4 separate regions of the Mus musculus genome follow, and regions 2, 3 and 4 are each linked to region 1. A link is a contact called in public HiChIP or PLAC-seq data. All regions are on one chromosome and are shown on one strand. Each heading gives the region's core, a stretch centred on a gene start, on an enhancer-like site or on the middle of the called end of the contact. The rest is flanking DNA. Distances are from core to core; before and after follow the strand shown. Region 1 overlaps Tango6 (transport and golgi organization 6). Region 2 overlaps Smpd3 (sphingomyelin phosphodiesterase 3, neutral). Region 3 holds the start of Vps4a (vacuolar protein sorting 4A). Region 4 overlaps Sntb2 (syntrophin, basic 2).

What was found. HiChIP or PLAC-seq counts read pairs in DNA pulled down with a chosen protein or histone mark.
Region 2: a FOXA1 HiChIP or PLAC-seq map of pancreatic cancer cells shows a contact between it and region 1. The contact joins two enhancer-like sites. A contact is called at or near these places in 1 of 115 datasets of contacts at active chromatin or transcription factors (pancreatic cancer cells) and 1 of 9 other capture datasets (embryonic stem cells).
Region 3: a FOXA1 HiChIP or PLAC-seq map of pancreatic cancer cells shows a contact between it and region 1. The contact joins the promoter of Vps4a here to the enhancer-like site in region 1. A contact is called at or near these places in 1 of 39 promoter capture datasets (the 3T3-L1 cell line), 1 of 484 Hi-C or Micro-C datasets (bone marrow-derived macrophages), 6 of 115 datasets of contacts at active chromatin or transcription factors (bone marrow-derived macrophages, craniofacial prominence, embryonic basal ganglia and 3 more) and 2 of 9 other capture datasets (adipose tissue and liver).
Region 4: a FOXA1 HiChIP or PLAC-seq map of pancreatic cancer cells shows a contact between it and region 1. The contact joins two enhancer-like sites. A contact is called at or near these places in 7 of 484 Hi-C or Micro-C datasets (the AML12 cell line, the N1E-115 cell line, bone marrow-derived macrophages and 4 more), 5 of 115 datasets of contacts at active chromatin or transcription factors (embryonic basal ganglia, embryonic forebrain, extraembryonic endoderm stem cells and 2 more) and 1 of 9 other capture datasets (embryonic stem cells).

What each region holds. Positions count from the first base shown.
Region 1 is chr8:106,736,193-106,738,776 of GRCm38.p6, reverse strand. The region is part of intron 12 of Tango6 (transport and golgi organization 6); the gene reads right to left. Among named protein-coding and RNA genes, the nearest start is that of Tango6, 54 kb to the right of the region's middle. Within about 2 kb of position 1,311, at least 60 of the 459 cell types and tissues checked have an H3K27ac peak or open chromatin away from gene starts, as enhancers often do. A contact at or near this core is called in pancreatic cancer cells, where this site is marked.
Region 2 is chr8:106,267,929-106,270,512 of GRCm38.p6, reverse strand. The region is part of intron 2 of Smpd3 (sphingomyelin phosphodiesterase 3, neutral); the gene reads left to right. Among named protein-coding and RNA genes, the nearest start is that of 4930506A18Rik, 13 kb to the left of the region's middle. Within about 2 kb of position 1,277, at least 49 of the 459 cell types and tissues checked have an H3K27ac peak or open chromatin away from gene starts, as enhancers often do. A contact at or near this core is called in pancreatic cancer cells, where this site is marked.
Region 3 is chr8:107,029,965-107,032,548 of GRCm38.p6, reverse strand. It overlaps Vps4a (vacuolar protein sorting 4A), which reads right to left and starts at 1,280. Exons shown (of 11, transcript NM_126165.2): 1 at 1,058-1,280. The coding sequence starts at 1,078.
Region 4 is chr8:107,001,449-107,004,032 of GRCm38.p6, reverse strand. Sntb2 (syntrophin, basic 2) reads right to left here. Exons shown (of 7, transcript NM_009229.5): 5 at 2,327-2,523. Among named protein-coding and RNA genes, the nearest start is that of Gm22085, 6.9 kb to the left of the region's middle. Within about 2 kb of position 1,277, at least 41 of the 459 cell types and tissues checked have an H3K27ac peak or open chromatin away from gene starts, as enhancers often do. A contact at or near this core is called in pancreatic cancer cells, where this site is marked.

The DNA of each region.
Region 1 (2,584 bases), core at 62-2,561:
ACCTTACTTACATGAATCAGAAAGGAATGAAGAAAGGCCCGATGCTGTTAGATTCTGTTTCATTGGCCAAAACAATGACTCCTAACAGGGAAAATGTTGTAGGCTCTAAAGAGTGACTGTAGTCAACCATGATTTTCAAATGTGACCTTATTGTGAATACAAGACAAAACCCAGCATTACTAAGAAGCCTTACGGGGCTGGAGAGATAGATGGCGCAGCTGTTAAAAGCACTGGGTACTCTTCCAGAGAACCTGCATTCAAATCCTAGCATCCAACATAGTGGCTCAGAACCATCCAAATTCCAGATCCAGGAGATCCTACGACCCTCTTCTGACCTCCTGCGGCCCCAGGCACACAGGTGGCATACATACATACATACATGGAGGTAAAACATTCATACACACAAATAAACTAAATCTAAAATTTTAAAAAAAGGGCACCTTTGCCAGGCAGTGGTGGCACATGCCATCCTAGCACTTGGGAGGCAGAGGCAGATGGGTCTATGAGTTCTAGGCCAGCCTGGTATACAGTGCAAGTTCTAGGACAGCCAGGACTACACAGAGAACAGAGAAAACCAGAAAGAAAAAAAAAAAGTAGAGGAGGAGGAGGAAGAGGAAACTCTTATAAATGAATGAATCAAGCAGGAAACAATAAATTAGCAAATCTAGGGCAAAAGTAAACAAGGTGATGTGTGTTCACTTAAACTGCAAAATCAGGGGAGCCCAGGAAGTGGCAATGAGTCAGGATGGCTCATAGGAGGGCAAGGATGGGCCAGGGCTGTGCAGAGATAGCAAGTGAGGCACGGCCTCCAACAATGGGCTCTAAAAATGCAGTAATAGATTTTAGCGATTTCTTTCCCATTTGTTCTATTGTCTAAAATAAGTACTAAATAAGAAGATTAAACACAATCTATGCTTTCAACCTATAAAGACTATCCAAATTAATATTCAATCAGAAAACAAAATTCAACTAAGCTAATTAAATCCAGTAACAATCCAACTTAAGCTATTCCATCTGTGAACTCTTCCTTGTTACATTTCATATGACTCCGGAACCTTAGCCAAAAGCTTATTTTTTTCAGATGACATACAAAATATAAAATTAGGAATGTAAATCCAGTGAGAAATGGGATTCATATTGACAACTAGCCCAGATAAAAATCCTTTTTCTCCTTTTTTTCTCCAGGTAGGAGTATCCCACCTTTTGACACTAAAATATAATGTTGTAGTCTGGGACCCAGGCTGTCAGCTGTGGGCTGCTGGCTGGACACGCTTGTTAAGAGTGCTGGAGATGTAACACATGGGGAAGTGAAAGGCTCTGGGTTTGATCTGAGAGAGAGAGAGAGAGAGAGAGAGAGAGAGAGAGAGAGAGAGAGAGAGAGAGAGAGAGAGAGAGAGAGACCACAAAAAAAAAAAAAACACAGAGCCAAAAAAAATAAGTCAAGAGAAAGGCAAAATCTAGAATGTCAGGAATCACCCAGATGTGAATGCTCAAACTCAGAATGAACCTGCGGGCTCCCTTCTCACGGGATGAGCTTGAGTCTGTGATACCTGCTCTGACGCTGGCCTACTTTCTTGCAGTCTCCTTGCTTAATGTGTCACCCAATTAGCCAGTCACCCTCACGAGCATGGTCTGTACCTGCCTCTCCTTAACCAGTCACCCTCACACGCAGGTCTCACAAGCACGGTCTGGCCCTGCCTCTCCCTTTCCCTTTGGCAGTGCCTCGCCGGGGCTTTACAACTTCCTCTTATCAGTGCCTCAAGAAAACCAACGGGGCTTTTCTCTGGTTCTGAGACCTTGCACGAGCTTCTCTAATGAAAGGCTTCCTTCCGCGAGTTCTACCCACTCACACACATACTCCTCTTCAGGTCTAGTTAAATCCCATCTGCTCACTGAAGACCTCTTGGCCTAGCTTAGATGTTATGTCCCCTCCGTTCCCGTCCCTCTTCTTTGGAGGGATTTGACTCAATTCTATCATATTTTTAAATGGTCATTCTGTGTGTGCCTCCCTCCCTGGGCTGCAGTATGAGATATAAGCCATGTCCGTCTTGCCCACTGCTATATTCCCAGATCTTTTAGCTCAATATCTGGCATGTGGCAAATAATAACCAATAATGTTTGAATAAATTTTTAAAACTATAAATTAGAGCTGAAGAGATGGCTCAGTGGGTGGCAAAGGACCTGTGTGTGGTCCCCAGTGCCCATGTAAGGAGGCTCACAGTCGTTTGTAAATCTGGCTTCAGGGGATCTGACACCCTCTTTTAGTCTCAGCAGGCACCTACACGCATGTACACACAGACACACGCACACACATAATTTAAAAATAGAAATAGATCTTAAAACCTAGAAATTAATTATGTAAAAAGCACATAAGCTAAGCTGGCCATGGTGGTGTACACCTGTAATCCTAGCTCTCTCTCGGGAGGTGGAAAGGAAAATCAATCAACAACGTCAGACTGAATCCGAGGCCAGCCTGGGCTACATGCGATTCTGTCTCAAAACAAAACAAAACTCTTAAAAGTGACTGGCAAGGGGCTCAAGCACACTGCACGGCATGTGCTCAACAACAGATCCTGAGCTAACG
Region 2 (2,584 bases), core at 28-2,527, 470 kb after region 1:
GCCTCCCACAGTGTGCCCGGGCAGGGCTCTTTCTTAGGATTCCCTTCGCTGGTGAGGGGAGATCAGCTTCTGGGCCCACATGGAACTATTTCGGGTAGACCCTGGTTTAACTCCAGCATCTGAGCAGCCATGGTGCCCTTCCGGGAACACGCTCTAGTCACACAGGTTGCTAGCTAGGAATTAAGCGTCTTCAGTGCTGACAGGTTCATCTGTAGGAGTGGCTGAACTTACTTGCCTTCGATGCCCCGGGCTACCCAGAAATGCTTGGGACTACGGTCTTCAGATCCTGCAGAGGATCCGCCCTCCCTTCCCTCTCCCATGTGGACTGAGGGTTTTCTGGGCTCTCAGCCATTCCTAGACCAAGTTCTTCCTCTTCTTGCATCTGTCTGTGACCCACAAGCTCTCTGCCCCCTCTGTCTTCACTGCCAAAGAGAGGACAAGTTAGTGAAGACTTTGGCTTTGGCCCAGACAGTGGGAGTGGCACCTGTGAAGACCCCAAGGCACTCTGATTCAGTCAGGGTCCCTGCAAGTCCTGTGGGTGGGCTCAGGTCATCCCCTTAACAATGTAGAAGATACAAACTGGGGAGAGGAGGTGAGGCACACTGGGTGGCTTCAGGAAATGGAGGGAAGGAAGCAGGAATTGCCAGGCCATCAGCCAGGTCTCTCTAGTCCTCATGGTAGCCCTAGAGGTAGGCACTGCTACCTCATTTAATGGTCAGTGCCATGGTGTGACTTAGGTTAGCCTGACTCCTGGGCTGTGTGCAAGACTAAGAAACTCAGGGGAAAGGAGGAAGCCTGGTCTCTACATCTAGGCCAGAGAAGCTGGCTCCCAGGGGTGCTGCCTTGGGGCACCATAACCCCAGTCATAACCCCACAGCTCGTAATGAAGAGGTTGGGGATCCTGCTAGAAGCCCTGAGGGCTGAAAGCCTGAGAGTATTCAGCTCAGCTATATGGTATGGAGGGAAAGAGACGTGGCTTCTAGTAACCCTGGAAACAACCTATTAGGATTTCCAAAGGGAACCAACCTAAGGGTGACTTCCCTCCTTAGCCTAAACCCTGAATGATCCACCTAATCTAAGAGTTTGAGGTGCAGAAGCTCAGCATACATGGCCTTGGAGGAGCCTGCTGCCCCCTCAAGGATGTCCATGACAGGCCTTCCTTACAGAGCTACCAGATCAAGGACATGGACTAGAGAAGAGGGACTGATGGGGACAATGGAGCCCTGTGTCCAAAGCCAGAACCTGTGCCTGTCACAGACACATGCCTGACCCCACCTAGACAGTACACACAGAAAAAGGGAGATAAGCAGGGTGTGGCTGAGCACCTGCCTGGACTGTGCCAGCCTGGGACAGCCACGTCCTTCCACAGCCACTCCTTTGAACACTTGAAACCCCTGGGAAGTTGCCAGCCTCTCGTGTTTAACAGCAGTGCTCTTCTTTCATGAGGAAAGTGTAGATCAGTCTAATTAATGTGTGCTGTTTGTTTACCCTCCTTTCATTTCCCTGAGACAGAATAATTATCTAGAGCTTTAGAAACAGCCTCGTCCATGGCAGTCCCTTCTGTGTCTGTTGTAGCACAGCTTCCGGGTGTAGACAGCGGAACCAGTGCAGGGCAGAACAGGTGGCAGCACCCAGAAGGGTCCTCCTCCCTTCAGGGCACTGCAGAAGAGGCCCAGGGTAGCTGGATCTGGGGTGGCAGCATGGAGGACCAAGGGACTCAAGGCTGTCTCATTTTAGAGCATCACTGTGGTATTGCTACTCCCATGAGCTCCTGGAACTGCCACACCAGCTCCTCCCCTTCACCAACCCTGCAAATGGAGACCAAAAACATGTCCGTGCCCAGCCGGGACTGGCAGAAATCAGTCTATCACTACAGACGAGAGGATTTTGCCTAAGGGTTTCTGGGCTTGAAACAAGAGTGGAGGGAGCAAGGGGCAGCTGAAAATGGATTCTCTCACCTTGTACCCTAAAGCTCTGTCTCAGGAGATAGTTGATCCCAACCCAGTATTAGGGTTGAGCCACACAGTGGGTCAGAATGGGTCATTTTTCTCAGGAAGCTTTGATGAAACAGAGCCTGACTCACAGGGGTGCTTTAGCGACCTCGTGAACACTGCAGAGGCTCTTGGGGGTGCTAACAGACCTCCTCTCTGATCCTCTGTCCATATGTCATCTGTGCGGCCCACGTTACTGCCCACAGGTCAAACCTGACCCTCACTATGGGGAGACTGACTTCTCATGCGTGGGTGCTCACATCGGTCTGTTCACTCCTTAACTGGGTTGTTTCTGCATGTGTTACTTCTATTCCCAGTCAGAGCAGCCAACAACCAGGGCTTAGCCTCAGACAGACTCAGTCTTCGTGGATCTTATTCAGGAGGGAATCCTAGAGACAGCTCTAGCTCGAGACCAAGTGATGGCCTGGTGTGGGGAAGGGCTGTGGTCACATAATGCCTTGGACAGGTCCCCTGAAGAGAACGCTCAGCTGAGTCCTGAAGGGTACAGAGGGGATAACAGGGGTGCAGAATATTGGTGCAGGCTCTTGGGCCGCTGGCAACTGTGTAGAAATCCCTGTGTCACAGGAGTCCTG
Region 3 (2,584 bases), core at 31-2,530, 290 kb before region 1:
CAAACCTCTAAAAGCCCTGGATGGTACAGTTTAAATATGTGACCGTTATAGCATGAGTGCTAGCTCTTCATAAAACTGTTTCCTAAAAGTTGGATAATATTCTTGGTTCACATGTAGTGCTAACTCTGGCCAGGCAGGTGGGATCAGGCCGAAGTTGGTTTAACCCTAAGAACAAACAGAACAGTTTCTGCAGTGAATGGTGGGTTCTAGTTCTGAATTCCATCTAATTTCAAGCCTAGAACAGAAATTTACTCCTGTATTTCTACTTGGAGCAGCCACCACCACCACCAGATATGCAAATATCACTCACTCTTTGATGCTCTGGCTAAAGTCCCTTCCTTCATAAAGTCTTACTTGGTTCCACCCAAACGCTTACTTTATTAGCAAAGGCTTACCGAGTACATGATATGCTGAACCTATGTTATAATTGCTTTCCCTGAATTATTGTCTCAAGTCGTCTGACAACCACCCTACAAGGGCACTGCCTATTTTAGTGATGAGGAAATCCAACATTCCAACATCCAAAACCTAGACACACTGGTGAGTGGCAGGGCTGGGATTTAAACACAAGCCTGAGGCCTGACAGTGTTTATGCTTTCTGACAGCTCTAGAACGAGCCCTTCCTTCATCCGGGCGGCGCCACCCCAGCATCACCCTGCAGGACGTAGGGAATGAATGAAGGGTGGCTGGCCGAGAAACCCGGGGCTCGTTGGAAGCAGCTCAGGGGGCTGCCAGGGCGCCTGGCAGGAGCGGGTGAACGCCGCTCCCGGAGCGACCTGCGGGACCCGGGCGCGCTCAGGGGGAGGCGGCGCCGCTGCAAGGCGGCAGTTCAGCCCCGGCTGCGCGTCCTGGGCTCCGGCCCGCCGGTTCGGCTTGGGCCGGGGCTCAGTGGAGACGTCCTTCGGGCTCCGAGCGCGGGAGAGGCTGCAGCGCGGGTGGGACGAGGCAGCCTGACAGGGACCGCCAGGCCGGGCTCCGAGGAGGCCACCGCCCGTCCGCTCCGCGGCCCGCAGGCCCTGCCGCCTTGGGCCTCCGCGGGCGCGCCGCACCCAAGTACCTGGAGGGTTGACGTTGTCATTTCATATCCTGGGTCCGCCCCACACCCCGCGGTGCTGCTTGCGGCCTCGGTCCGGCTCGGAGGAGCCGAGGTGGTGGGTCCGCCGCTTAGGAGCCCGGCAGGTCGGCTCTCGGCGCGGGCAGAGCTGCCACTAGCAGTGGGAGCCGAGTCCGAGGGTGAACGAGGAGCGCGGCCCAGAGCGGCCCAGCCCGAGTCACGCGGCTGCCGCCCTGTGGCCATGGCCTGCAACTGCAGACACCGCTCCTCTAAGAGGGGCGGGGCCTGCCGGGGGCGGGGTCTGGTGGGATACCGGTAAAGGGCCAGCCCGAAGGCCGGTAAAACCGGAGTGAGGGGCGGAGCCGCCGAGTGAGGGGTGGGGCCGACGGGGGCGGGGCCTGGTAGATCCGGGAGAGGAGCGGGGCTGGACGTGGACAAAGATGGGGAGTTCTGGGCGGAGTTGGGAGCCCAGGTGGGCGGGGCCGACCAAGGGCGTGCCTTGTGAGAGAGTGAGGGGCGGGGCGGAGGGAACAAGTAGAATCTGTACCCCACTTGAGTAAACCTAACCATAAAAAGTAAACTCCCTGGAGCTGTGTTTTCCCGCTATTTAATAGGTTATGTTAATTAGTATTTACCTTGCCTGTCTTAGGGGACAATGAATGAACTAATGTATACATAGTGAATGTCACACTGTGGGTTCAATCCCAGGTAACTGTTATGAGAGAATGATTCTAAAGCCTGTTTTGTGATGGTTTTTATTTTTATTTTTTTTTCAAGACAGGGTTTCACTGTGTTGCCTTGGCTGTCTTGGAACTCAGGCTGTCGACCAGGCGTAACCTCGAACAGAGATCCACCTGCCTCTGCCGTCTGAGTTCTGAGATTAAAGGCTTGTACCACCACCAAGTTTGTGCTAGTTTTTAACTGTTAACTTTTCTGGGCCAGCGAGATGGCTCAGCAGGTAAAAGCACTTGTGCACAAGACAAATGAGCTAATATCCCCAGTTCCTGCTGGGTGGAAGAAGAGAGCAGACTTCTTATAGTTGTCCTCTGATTGCCACACTCCTGCCCACCCAAACTCTCAGAGATCTGCCTGCCTTTGCTGGGATTAAAGTTTTGGGTTGCCATGCCCAGATACTTCTTTTTTTCAGGCAGGGTCTCTCTCTCTGTGTCAGGTGCAAAGGAAACTGCATTTCCTGAGATTCTGGAGCTGCTTCCCCTTTATCAAAGGAGCCACGTCATTTCCCTTACCACTGGCAGAAGGAACATGGCTGTCTGAGGTGCCTGTCAGCATAGGGAAGCGCACACTAGCCTCCAGGTCTGTGGGCTAATGTGCGCTTTGCTCCCTCCCCTAAACGTCACTCATGGGCTTCCCTTCCCCAGCTACTCATTTCTCCTCATAACCCTGCGATTTCAGCTCTGTGCCCTCTTGGTCTTGTCTTGTCTCTCCCTCTCTGCACAGCTCCTGCTCCCCTCACAGTCAGGTCCAGTCAGCTGACCCTATTCAGTCCACTCTGTTCTTTCTCAGCTCTGG
Region 4 (2,584 bases), core at 28-2,527, 270 kb before region 1:
GAGACCTTATGAATTGGTCCTCCCCAGGTGCTATCCACCTTATGTTTTGGAAACAAGGTCTCTCCTTGGTCTGGGCTCACCTATTTGGCTAGACTGGCTGGCCAGTGAGTCCTAGGGATCCCTGCCTTGACCTGCCCAGCCCTGGAAGTACACACACGAGCCAGTGCAGCTGGATGTCTACATGGGAAGTACACACACGAGCCAGTGCAGCTGGATGTCTACATGGGACGTACACACACGAGCCAGTGCAGCTGGATGTCTACATGGGACGTACACACACGAGCCAGTGCAGCTGGATGTCTACATGGGTTCTGGTAACTGAACTTGGGCCTTCATGTTGTGTGGCAAGCATTCACCTTCCCAGCCCATGCCTGTTTGTTTATTCTTTCTGTAGTGCTGAAGCCCGAATCCCAGGCCTCTCCATGGCGATACTGAGCTCTGCTTCCCATCTCCCAGTCTGTATTTCTTAAAATCAAAGACTGGTGTTGAGAGACCTCCTAATAATGTTTTCTACAAATCCTGCTACTGGGATCAGTTGTTTAGTTTTGTAGTTTTAAGTGGTTTCAATGTTTCTGGAGAGTCCTTTGACCTGACCCTATAGCACAGCAGGAGACAGATCAAAGCAAGAGGGGGAGGAAAGGAGGGAGGGGAGACACACACACATACACACACACACACACACATCACATGGGGTGGGGGTAGGGAGAGAGAGAGAGAGAGAGAGAGACAGACAGACAGACACTCTGATTGACTCAGGCTTTTTGAGCATTATAGGACAACTTCGAAGGGAGTAGGCCCCAGAAATTGACAACTAAGGTGACTATTATATTACTAGAGGAAAACACCAGGAATTTATGCTCACTGGTAAGTAGAAACTTTTAAAAACAACAAATTATGAACGGCTGGGGTAGCATCCCTGGTCAATGGTGTAAGAAAAAAACGCCTTATTAGTCTCTCCACAAACTAACTACAGAGAACAACAGGATGGCGTCTGTCCTCTCCTCACATCTCTCTGGTCAGGGACAGGGAGTAGATCTTATTTACTTTATCTCTATCATTATAAAGCCTAGCTCTTGCTAAATAGTGCTCAGCAAATATTTGTTGATTTAATGAATGAAGGGGACTGATACTGTCTGTCCTTCAGGTATTTAATCCGGTCAGGAGTATGAGTCATCTGGAGAGGGAAGGAGGGGCTTAAGGCACTGCCTGTATATAAGCCACACTGACCCTTGTTTCATGAAACGGAAGGGCAAACTGGAATACCTGTATGTTTACAGAGTGTATATGAAACACCAAGTTCATAATGTCTGCCACCAGGGGCACATCCACTGTGGAACAAAGCAACCAGCAGGGACTCGCCACTAGAGGGAGCGCCCAGAGTGGAAATGAGGCAACCAACTCCTGAATGTTGGACAGACATTTTCAAGCTTTTGAAGAGAAACTCCTACTCCATACACGTTATTTTCCACAGCCACAAACTGCCAGATACTTGTATTTGAGGGCGTATGGATGGCCTTAAGTGCCAAATCTTCTTAACTGTAGTCAGTGCATCTAATTCTTATTGCCTGGGTTCTTACACTATTAAATGTAGATTACAATGATACACAGTGAAAAAGCCACGTGGTAGTATGGTGGTCAGTGCTACATGGCAGGCATGGGAAAGGTCTGGTACTTAGACAGATAACAGATTTCTTTCCTCCACCACCACTTCAGCTACCGTGTTTTAATAGCTTACAATCAGTATGCAAAACAATGGTTTTACTTTACAGCTGAGTAACTTCACCTAATTACTATTAGAGGGCAGGAGAGATGGTTTAGCTTTTAAAGGTTCATCCTTTGGTTTTCTAAAGGATTCCAATTTGATTCTCAGCACCCACAAAAGCAAATTCTGTTTCACTGTCTGCCCTTTTCTGGTCTCATGGGGCACCTGCACACTCATGGCATGTATGTACACACAAGGAAATGTGCACACACTGATAAAGATAAGGCTTGAAAAAACTAATAATTATGGTTAGAATCCAGGACCAGGAATGAGAGTGCACACCTGTGACCCCAGCACTGGGGAGGTGAGGCAGGGGATCAAGAGTGCCAGGCTGGGCTGTGTGAGACCCTGTCAAAAACAAGCAGGAAGGAAGGAAGTTAGGAAGGAGGGAGGGAGGGAGGGGGAGAGAGAGAGAGAGAGAGAGAGAGAGAGAGAGAGAGAGAGAGAGGGAGAGGGAGAGGGAGAGGGAGAGGGAGAGGGAGAGGGAGAGGGAGGGAAGAAGGGAGGGGAAAAAGAAAAAGAGAGAGAGAGATAGATAGGAAGGCCAAACAAAAGTATCTCTACCTAGGGAGACTTCCTTGATCAGCTCAGCAGCAGCATGGCAGCCCTGAACAAGTATTCTGGTCCAGGTCGACAAATCCCGATGAGTTTCAACCCTGAAGAGATGCATCTCAATGCCCTGCCGAGAGCCTGTCCTGGTAGCAAAGGTCAGGTCAGATCCAAGGGAGGGTGACCGACATCCAGAACCTGAATGAACCAACCTAGGACCACAAATAGAACAGAAAGCTAAGGTGATCATTACCTTCAACAGTTTTTGGATGA